2 separate regions of the Rattus norvegicus genome follow, and region 2 is linked to region 1. A link is a contact called in public Hi-C data. All regions are on one chromosome and are shown on one strand. The core of a region is the stretch at or near the end of the contact, and the rest is flanking DNA. Distances in the headings are between cores, read along the strand shown.

The links. Hi-C and Micro-C count contacts between places; a contact is called where the count stands out from the background.
Region 2: a contact with region 1 is called in a Hi-C map of the A7r5 cell line, with 2.4 times the contacts expected there. The contact joins the enhancer-like site here to the promoter of Rb1cc1 in region 1. A contact is called at or near these places in 2 of 12 Hi-C or Micro-C datasets (the A7r5 cell line and hepatocytes).

What each region holds. Positions count from the first base shown.
Region 1 is chr5:18,009,931-18,015,405 of GRCr8, reverse strand. Rb1cc1 (RB1-inducible coiled-coil 1) reads left to right here and starts at 2,972. Exons shown (of 24, transcript NM_001107901.1): 1 at 2,972-3,275.
Region 2 is chr5:18,046,492-18,051,966 of GRCr8, reverse strand. The region is part of intron 1 of LOC102549737 (a long non-coding RNA gene); the gene reads right to left. Among named protein-coding and RNA genes, the nearest start is that of Rb1cc1, 37 kb to the right of the region's middle. Within about 2 kb of position 2,241, at least 4 of the 93 cell types and tissues checked have an H3K27ac peak or open chromatin away from gene starts, as enhancers often do. A contact at or near this core is called in the A7r5 cell line, where this site is marked.

The DNA.
Region 1 (5,475 bases), core at 1,723-4,222:
TAGGAACTTGTTGCAGTTTGTTTTACAACGTGTAACAGGTATACCATAGTCTTGTCTTTAAATGTCTGTGTAGCTAAGGATCCTAATCTTCCTCTGCTTCCCAAGTGCTCAGCGATCCGTGCAGTTCTGTTTGAGTGGCCCCTGTATTACTACTTGTGGCCTTTGAGACATCCGACGGCAAGAATATTTCATAGAAACTTACTTGGCCTTAAATATTAAAATTTAGTTTTTAGTGATATTTAATATTTACAGTTTATTGAGTTCTGTAAATGACCTATAATTGTGTCAATTTCTTCAGAATCCTATAACTTTAAAAAATTCATCCAATTTAAAGATTTATAGGAAGAGGAGAATTTAATCAAGTATAGTGTGAGATGAGTTGGTACCTAATCCCAATTCAGACAAGATTTGTTGTGGTATGTACAAATTTTATCCATCTATAAAACAAAACCACTGAAAAATCCTTAGGAGGGAGAGAGACATAATTGTATGGTTTTTGATAGAAAAATAATGAAGGGTAATACGAGGCCAGCCAGAAGCACGGGTCTTGAGCAAGTTGCAAGTAACAAGGTGCAAAAGTTAGTACTAAATGGATATCATTAGTCAGGCAGCAGGGTTAAAATTTAAAGGGGAGCTTACAATCAGCATGTTAGACATTTAAAAGATCAAGAGTTACAGATGTGTCAAGTAAAGACTAGGAGACAGATTAAAATTGAGAAAAAGATTTAAAATTTCAAATGATTTGAAGTACTCAGGTAGATTGCATAATCCCTCCACACTTCTGAAAGAAAAAATGACTTTAAAAATTATATTTATCAATTCAATTATTGATTTTATGTGTGTGCACACGCCATGTGGAGGAATGGAGTCAGCTCTGTTCTTGGTAGGATGCACCTTTACTTATTCTCCTTCCCTTAAAGTTCACTGAAACACTGACAGATACTAACTTTAAAAAAGTTTAGTGGAGGCCAAGAATGAGAACTTTTCTTATCTTACAAAGAACCTAATCTTTGCATCACCCAGTGTATTCTAGTTGATAATCGGGAAAAGAATCCAGTAAAATGGATGGGGGATTATAAGCAACAGGAAAGAGATAACCCAGGAAGGGGAATGAAGAATGGCCCATGCATCAGTAAGTTTAAATATTTCAGCACTCTCTATGAAAGACAATTCTAAGGTCCTTACATCTGTCTGTAGTTTCATTGAGAAAAGCCCAGAAGCCAAACATCAAAGTGGATTATGACGCTTCACGTGGTGATGCAGGAGGAGTTTGTTCTCGATGATTATAGAGAAGGGGGGAAAATAGCTTGTGACAGAAAACTCATGGACATGCATGATCAGTAACATTTATCTTCTGTGTACTCAAGTTTATTTAGCAGAACTCATATCACATTTTCACTTTAGTCTTAGTGAATAGTTTGAGATGCATATAGATTTTGAACATTTACATCGGAGTATAAAGTAACAGACATTTGTTGTAACAGTTTCCCAAAGAAGTCAGGGACATCATGAGATATGTGGTGCTTTAACATTTGAAACTGGAGTGTATCTCTCCTGATCAATGCCACTGATTAACTGTGAGGAAACGAAGCTCTTTAGTGCTCTTTTAGTGTGTATGAACTTCAAGTATGGTTCTCGTCTACGATGTCAGTCCTAGGATGAAACTGAGGTGGTTAGTTTTGGTAGTCAGGAGATGACCTCTGGGTCATCTCACTAGCCCTGATTTTTCCTTTTTCTGTGTAGCCTTGGCAGTCCTGGAGCTCACTCTGTAGACCAGGCCTCCCCCTCTGAGTGAAGGGATTAAAGGTATGGGCTGCACCTCCGGGCCAGCTTTGTTTTTCGAAGTTTCTAGCTAGACTGAGATAGGCATAGCTTACATGTGCTAATATAGCAACAGTTTTTCTTGTTTTAGTCTTGCCAATTCACTACTTTCCTGGTGCACAATAATTGAGCCCCCCCCCCCTTTTGCTGGTGTAATGTACTAAAATTCCAGTTTGGAAAAAATACTCAATATGTATGAGTGTGGTCAAAAACCATGAAGACAACATTTTTTTCCGGGGATATAGCAGAAGTGCAGAGTTAAAAACAAAGTGAGATAAACAAGAGCTCCTCTCCAAACAACTCTGAAACTCAGCAAATGTTTCCTAGTGTATTTCACAATAAAGAGCTGCAGATCTCTATTAGTTTAATACTCCTCATGTCTCATATTGCTAGGAACCACTCATGGTTGGCTTAGAGAGACCATTCCTAAACTTTTACCTCTTTCAGATATTCCTGGAAATAGTAATTTAGTACCTGTTTATGTCACATAATTGATTAGTCTGCATGTAACATCTGCTCATCAAATTTTAATACTCAAGTTTTGTAGCTTCAAGTCCTTGCCTGAGCCTGAATACAAATGCAACATTCTCCCAAGCTGACATTCTCTTATCTAATCTTGATGTTGTTGACCCATATCGAATTCCGTATTGTACGGTCGTGCCGATTAAAGTCCAGTACACTTTGCTTCGGTTCTTCTCTTTTGGACGTGGTCTTTACTTACCTGGTCTGACTTTGTGCTGCCCCACCCTTGCAAAGATGCCTGGCATACTTTCGGAGTTGCCTGCCAACCAGGCAGTAGCGGTACCGGTGGCCCAGGTGACAGTCGGCTGACCTCCGGGCGGCCGACGAGGGCCCCAGAGCTGTACTGGTGCTCACTCTTCAGCCTCCCGCTCCCCTGCTGGGACTGCTCCAGGTTTGGCGGGGTCGGTCTGCCCGGGCCAGAAGGTCACGCTCACCTTGAGGCCGTCCACGGCAAGCACCGAAATACCTTCCAGGGTCAGGGAAGGACAGACATGTCACTAGCCAGAGACTTCGCTCGCCGGCCGAGCCGCGCCCGTCCGGGAGGCCCAGTGACTTCCGGATCTGCGCAGACGCCTGGGTCTCCCCTCCCCCGGCAGGCTGTTTCCCGGCGTGCTCTGCGGCGGAAAGGCCGAGTCGACAATAACAAACCCCACGGCGGCCGCGACCCAACCCTGCCAAGCTCCCAGTGCCTCGGCCCGCGGACTCGAGTACCCGCGCGGAGCCGAGGGGCCGGAGCAGCGGCTGCGCCCTACTCCCATCCCGCCGGACCTCCGGGCTTAGCCGGGTGCTCGGCGGCCGGGCGCCGACGGTTGTGTCGGTTGGCGGCGCCACAGGGGCGGTTGGTAGCCGCCGCCGAGGCCAGGGCGGCGGCAGAAGATGGTGCGGGGGTCCGCCGGCTGTGTTGCTGCCGCGGGCGGAGGAGGCGCTGCCGGGTAAGTGCCTTCCCTGTTCCCATCTGGCGGCGGGCTTCTCAGCACCTGACGGGATCGCCCGAGCGTCCGTCGGCGCCGGTTCCGAGGGTCACGGCGCCAGCCCTACGGGGACCGTGAGGCCGGCTGGCTGCTGACAGGATCGCGGGAGCCGCAGGGCGCTGGTGCTCACCGGAGGCCTGAATTGCGGCCTCCGTCTCCAAGGCTGGCGCACTGGAGTGTCCGGCCTGGGAAACCGGAGAGGGTTTGGGCCAGGGCCGGAGTGCCCAGAGGGGAGGAACCTAGAGGTGATGTCTTTGTCCCGACCCCGGAGTGCAAGCATCGGTGTAAAGTTACTCCTTGGAATGACTCAGCCTCGCTCGCCCCACGAATGGATTTGGAGTAGGGGGTTTATGCGGGTTCCAAAACTTGGTACAAATGACAGCTTCCGAACGTGGTGTCTATACTTTCTCTAGAGTGGTGGATGTCCTGTGGTGACTGCTTATGGTTTCGTAATCCTGTCCTTTCCGTCATGAGTCTTTAAAGTGTGATCATTCCATGAACTGGTTGGTATAGGCCTGATGCTACAGAACACTCGTGCACTCACTTATTGATAAAGTCTCTGCAAGACATTCAGTTGGGTGGGGATGTTGACACGTCTATTATGAGCGTTAAAAACTTCCATTTTGCTAACCATTTTCTGTAAATAACTGATGAGACTTACTTATCTGAGGGTTTGCACAGCTAGCAGTTTAGAAGCAGCCTAAAAATGCACCGGCTTGTGTGTGCTCATGTTACTGTATTTCAGTAGGTGGGGTTTTTTTGTTGTTGTTTTTGTTTTTTGTGTTTTGGGATTACTGGATAAGTGGACTGCTGCTATGCGAGAAATATTTTATTACAAAATATGGCACAAATATCACTTTCCAATTAGGTTTTTGTCTTTTTTTTAGTGTTTATCTCTGTTTTAAACGTTAGCCTAGGGCTAGAACATAGCTGCTCTATTCATCTCAGCATTCCAGGAGACTGAGACAGAAAGATGGCTTTAGGCTATTTGCATTACACAGTAAGTTAAGGTAGTCTTGGGAAACATAGTGAGAATATGTCTTGAAAAAAGGAAAAAACAACAAAAATGGTATTTACATACTTATGCCATGGGTGTGTCAGGCACGTAACGTAGCATTTACATTGATAAATCTATTAATGTAATTGGTTAGTGTTTTTTGTTTTGGCTCTTTATGACAGACATCAGGGTTAGAATGCACAGCAGATTGAGTTTACACATAAATCCATAAAAACCAAAAGACATAAGATAAAAGAAATGATTTCTCCACGATTGTATGTTTTTGTTTCTTGCCTTGTTAGTATGTACTGCTAGGAATAAATCCTAGAGCTTTCTGCATGCTCTGTAAAGCGTTATTCCTGATTCACTCTTAGACCTGAGAAAAAAGTGTTTCCAAGACTACCTGATTAAGAGAGCTTTGTTTAGAGGTGCACCTTGTGTAGCTCAGGTTGGCCTTCAGCTCCTGACCCCCTTTTGTTAAGACCTGTCATACCTGACACATCTCAGAGTTTTGCTAAGTTTTGGCAAGTATTCATTAGTGATGTGTTGGTAAGTATTAAGCAGCAGACAAACTCAAGGCTCTATTATTCAGAAGAAAAGTGAGAACATAAGTGGATATTTAAGCAAGCCAGAAAGGTTAAGAAATGTCTGTCTGTATTGGAGGGTGGGTTTGAAACTTTGGGTAAGGTGTCTTACTGTCTTGAGTCAAGACCCAAGAGACTTTAAGAAACAAAAGGATCCTTTTTGAGGGATGAGGAGAAATAGGAACTATGGAAGGCTGTGATTGGAGGCATATTCCATGAAAAAGGTTCCTGAAGACTAATGCCTGAAGTGAGGGGTAGTAGTAGGAAGAGACATTCTGGAGACATTCAAGTTTTATGACACAGTAGTTTAAAAAAAAAAAAAGTAAAATTGTGGCTGCATGTGTAAAACACAGAGTTGAGTGTCCGTAGATTCAGCAGGTCTGGGGAACAGCTGGACCAGAATCTATCCCTCACATATGGATTGGTCCTATCTAGTTTACTTGTGTATAACAGTAAGCTAGAGAAACACACATTTCGTATGTGTTTAGGCAACCATTGGGCATTTTAAAGAAGGCAAAATGACAAATATCAGTTGCTGGTTTAGAAAAGAGGTTAGAGAAGCAGACTGTGGAGTATTAGG
Region 2 (5,475 bases), core at 992-3,491, 37 kb before region 1:
TTGTATAACACAAAACCCTCCATAGAAGAGATATTCATTAGTGCCTACTGTAAATATAGAACTATACCACAGGGCCTTACCTACAATAAAGAACTGGTGACTAGCCAGATAATAATCCTGAGTCAAAGTTTGTGGTTCAAGGGGCTCCTGTGGACATCCCCCCAAAACCAAGGCTGACACTAGGCTGACAGAAGGGTCCCATTACATAGGACAACATCCACACAGCTCATTGAATGCAGAGAGGTTGAACTGGTGCCTAAATGGAAACTTCACCCCTATGTTCTAGTTTCTAGTATAGGAAGGTACTCTTCAGACTACTGAAGAAGAAACCTGAACACCTACCCAGCCATATATACAATATACAATCTGTCCTACCTGCAAGAATTGCTGGAGCTAGTGACTCAGAACTTTGGGAGTGGCCAACCAATGAGTGGTTTAACTTAAGACCCATGCCAGCAGAGGGAGCCCCTGTCCAACTCTATCTGGGTGGCCATCCCAGAAACTTAGGATAGAGCCAAGAAGGACTGGCAATAATAATAATAATAATAATAACAACAACAACAACAACAACACTGATTCCTAATGATCTTCTACTATACTCATAGATTGATCCTTGTCCAGTAGTCATCAAAGAGGCTTCCTCTGGCAGCAAAGGGAAGCAGGTACAGAGACCCACAGCCACACATTATGAGAAAAAGCCTATATTACTGGGTCCCCCACTCAGAACTCAGGAAACCCTATGGAAGAGGGGAGGAAAGACTGTAGGAGTTAGATGGGATGGAAAACACTAGGAGAACATGACCCACCATTCAGCTAAGCAGGGTTCACATGGACTCATAGACTGAAGTGACAAGCTCTAGTCTGCATGGGTCTACACCAGGTCCTCTATGTATATGTTATGGCTGTTAGAGTAGTGTATTTGTAAGATTTCCAACAGTGGGATCTGGAGTGTTTGACACTTCTGCCTGTTCTCAAGACTCATTTCTTCCTATTAGATTGTTCTGTTCAGCCTGCAGTGTCTGAGGATTTTTGCCTTGTATTGTTATCTCTTGGAGGCCTACTACTTCTTGAAGGAAAATGGTGGGCAAGAGGAGGGGTGGCTACTGTTTCCACTCTTACTTCTGAAGCAGATGAAACCCCCAATGCAGTACCCTGCCCTGCCGACCTGCAGCTTCTGTTTCCATTTCTAGGCCCAAAGCAGAAGCAGAAGGACTGTAGGCCCTATCCTTCCCCTCTGCTGGGCCCGGAAAGGATTATACCTGTATGATCCATTTAGTGTAACAGATCTTTACCATTGGAAAACCACCTGAAATTACTGCCAACAAATTCTTCTCACTCACTATAAAAAGAAAGAGAGAGAATCCTAGCAGAAGCAGCCAAGATACTGCTCAAATTATACACTCTTGACAATGATCTCAGAATGGAAGCAATTGACAAGGCTCTGTCCAGAAGGATAGAGTTAGGTTAGGACTATGGGACAGAAAGTCTTCCAGTGAAAGTCACCAGGCTCTACTGGAGGGCCTCAGGATTACAAACCTAATCCTTCTAAAATAGGTTATAAAAGAGCGCTCAGAAGAACTCAGAAACACCTTCGGTGTTTCCTGAGTGCTTTCAGGAGGCATATTGGCTATATACTACTATAGATCTGGAGGACTCAGCAAATCTGAAAAACACTTAACCTGGCCTTTGTAACCCAGTCAGCCTCAGATGTATGGAAAAAAAAATACAAAAGATGGGTGAGTTTGTAAGGAAGAATAGGTCAAAATTATTAGAAATAATCCAAGGAGTGTTTGACAATAGAGACAGCGAAGGTTTTCAATAAAGAAAATGAATCGGCACCACATGCTCGTGGCACTTCCAACAACAGATGAGCCTTCCTTAACCAAAACCAGTCCGGACTCTGGAAGAAAAGAGGCCATGGCTCCTTCCGTTTAGGCCCCTGGTAAACTATGGTAACCACAGTTGCTTACCTGCAAACTCCTTGTAGATGGAGGAGCAGCATATATGGTGTTACTGAAACCCTTGAGACCGCTTAACAAAAAGAACAATGGAAGTGCAAGGGGTGACAGAAGAAATTTAAAACAACAATTTGACTACAAAACCGACTATGGATTTGGGAACTGTGACTCATTCTCTTGTTATTCCTGAATGTCTGTTTCCTTTGCTGGGGAGAGATCTGAGTAAGTTCCATGCAATTTGTTTTAAGGTTCAGGCGAGAAGCCTAAGATACAAATAGGGAATTTAGTCACAGCCCTGACTGTCACCTTCCCCTTAAGAAAGGAATATATCCTCCTCCAAGGCCCAACCCTAGATCCAGACAAGGAACTAAAGGAGATTTTGATAAAAGATGTTCTTACTGTCTGGGCTGAAGATAATCCTCCTGCCCTGGCCAAACATGTGTCCCTGATAATAGTACAACTGATTTCTAGGGCACAAGGTTAAACAGTACCCTATAAACTCCAAGGCCAGGGAAGGGATAAGGACCCACATCAGATACTTGGTTGAGGCAGGAATAGTCAATCAATGCCAGTCATCGTGGACCACTCTTTATTACCAGTTCAAAAACCAGGAACCCAAGAGTATATACTGGTAGAAAAATTAAGGGATATTAACAGGGCGATGCAAACTTTTCACCTGGGGCTGCGAAGATGGCTTAATGACTAAGAACACTGGTTGCTCTTTCAGAGGACACAGGTTCAAACCTCAGCACCCACATGGTAGTTCACAACTCCATGTATCAGGTCTAATTCCAATCCCAGGGGATATATTTCCTCTGCTCTGCTCTTCAAAATACACATGATGCATACACACACACACACATACACACACACACACACACACACACACACACACACACACACACGAACAGGCATAACATTCACACATGTAAAATAAAAGAAACCTACTTATGAAAAGAAAGAAACTTACCACCCAACTGTTTCCAATCCCTTCAGTTTGCTCAGAATGTGACCATCTGAACATGAGGTCTATACTGTGCTTGATTTAAAAGATGCATTTTTATCCATTCCTCTGTCAGAATTAAGTCAGCCCATCTTTGCATTTAATGAGTGGACCATAAACTTGGAATAGTTTGGTTGCATCCCTGGACAAGGACTGAGGTGTATATTTTACATATAAATGCAAGCCTGACCTCAGGTTCTCCTAGCATCCCTTAATTCCTTTCTGGCATACCATGGCCCCAACCCTGAGCTTTCCAGATCAGGGATTGGGCTGCCCTTTCCCAAGAGGCTCTTCCCTACCCAATCCAGACATTTTAGTCTCCTTGCTCTCCTTCTCTTCTCTCTCTGTGTGCACACTCTTTCTCACTCCCCACCCCCAACTCCTCATGGTGACATCTTTGGCCTCATGAATGTTGGGATAACTGACTCAGACACAATTATCTCAGGGAATCTTTGATGAGGCTCTTAACCAGGACTCAAACTGTTTCTCAGTGAGTATCCAAAGGATACCTTACTCCACTATGTGAATAAAGAGGCTTATTTAGGGCTACTCAAGGTCTCTTTAGAACTCTAGATCAATTAGGCTCCCAGGCCTCCAAAATGAAAGCTCAGATTTACACTCCACAGGCTACCTATATGGGGTATGAATTAAAAGAAGGAAAAAGACTGTTGTCAAAGACCTGAATAGAGGCTATAATAAACCCTGCCCCAAACACAAAGATGAAAATTAGGGAAATCTTGGAGGCCATTGAATATTGCTGTCGCTGGATACTCTGGCTTGCTAAGATTGCCCGACCTCTATATTCAGCCTCTGTGAGAGGCAACACCTCCTTGGAATGAATGGAGAAGCATGCATAGGCTTTTAAGGACTTAAAGGAGACTCTTGTGCAGACCCTATATTAGACCTCTCCCCGATGTTACCAAGCCCTTCCATCATGAAAGGAAGGGCATTACCAAAGGAGTCCAGACTCAAGCCATGGGTCCCTGGAAAAGGCTAGACATCCTATATTTCAAAAAGCCTGGATCCAATGACCTTAGGATAACCACCCTGCCAGTGGATCATAGTGGCTACCATAATCCTGTGAAAGAATCAAACAACTTATATTGGAACAAACTCTAACTATAATGGCCCCACATGCAGCAGAGTTCCTGGTCAGGGATGCAGTTAACTGGTAGATGTCAATGGACTGTTTGACTCAATACCAAGCTTTCCATTTAGACAAAGACAGATTGGCTTTTAACAAATCTTTGACCATCAACCCTGCCACCCTGCTGCCAGATGACACCCATGAGGAAACTGTCCATAACTGCCTTGAAACATTGGATGTCATCCAAGGTGCTCAACCATACCTGATAGATATCTCTTTTATTGACAGAGATGCAGATCTCTGTAATGCCAAAGAAGTTTAGAGAGCCCACAAAACACACACAGGAACCAATCTGATGCAACTCACAACAGGATCTTTATTCAATTTGAGCTAGCCTGTGCCTGCTCAATGCACCACCATCACGCAGGACAGTTTTGGTCGTGGGGGAGACCAAAACGTCTATTGAGGGAAGACTTTATATTAAGCAGCAAGCAGTGAGTATGGGCGCAAGCATCTAATTGGAGAATGACTGTGGCCTTGACTGGTTCTGGGATTCATATCATAAACTTAATTTCTGCCACCCTCTGCACTTGGTAGTTGTTAGGAGGTGGGCTTATAACCTGGGGGTGCAGGTTTGTTGGAATAATAACCTGGAGACACTGGTCTTGTTGAGGATTAGCCTAGAGACTGGAGTTAGGCTCGGGTTTTGTCGGAGGATAACTTAGAAACTAATGTACTAGCCTTAGAAACTAGGTACTAGCTTGTTAATTTACCTGAATTCAAACTTAGTCAGGATCTCTAAAATGAAGTAGGAACTTAAAAAGATTTGTTATCTCATTCTACACTGATGGCAGCAATTTTACCAAAGTAGGAATCAAGTGTGCAGGGGCAATGGTAGTTTTACAGACCAATAAGAAATCACTGGGTATGGCCCTACCCAGTGACACATCTGTGCCCAAGGAGTGGAAATAGTTCCTTGTCTCAGACACTAAAATGGGCTGAAAGAAAGAAAATAAACTTTTCTATAGATAGTCAATATGCTTTGCTACAGCTCATGTTCATGGACAGATATACAAACAAAGAAGCTATTTAATATCAGAAAAAAATACAAAATAACCAGGATATTATACACCTTTGGAGAGCATCTGGCTACCCACCAAACTGGCTAATAATATACATAGGCCACGGCATGAAAAGAAAATAGACCACAGACATAAGGCAATAACTATGTAGATCAGGTTACCAAGGATATTACTCTAGGTTAGTAGTTCTCAATCTACAGGGGTCAGATGATCTTTTCACAGGGGTCATCTGAGATCATTGGGAAACATAGATATTTACATTATGATTCATAACAGCAAACTTATGAAGTAGCAATGGAAATAATTTTATGGTTGGGTTCACCACAATGTGAGGAACCATATTAA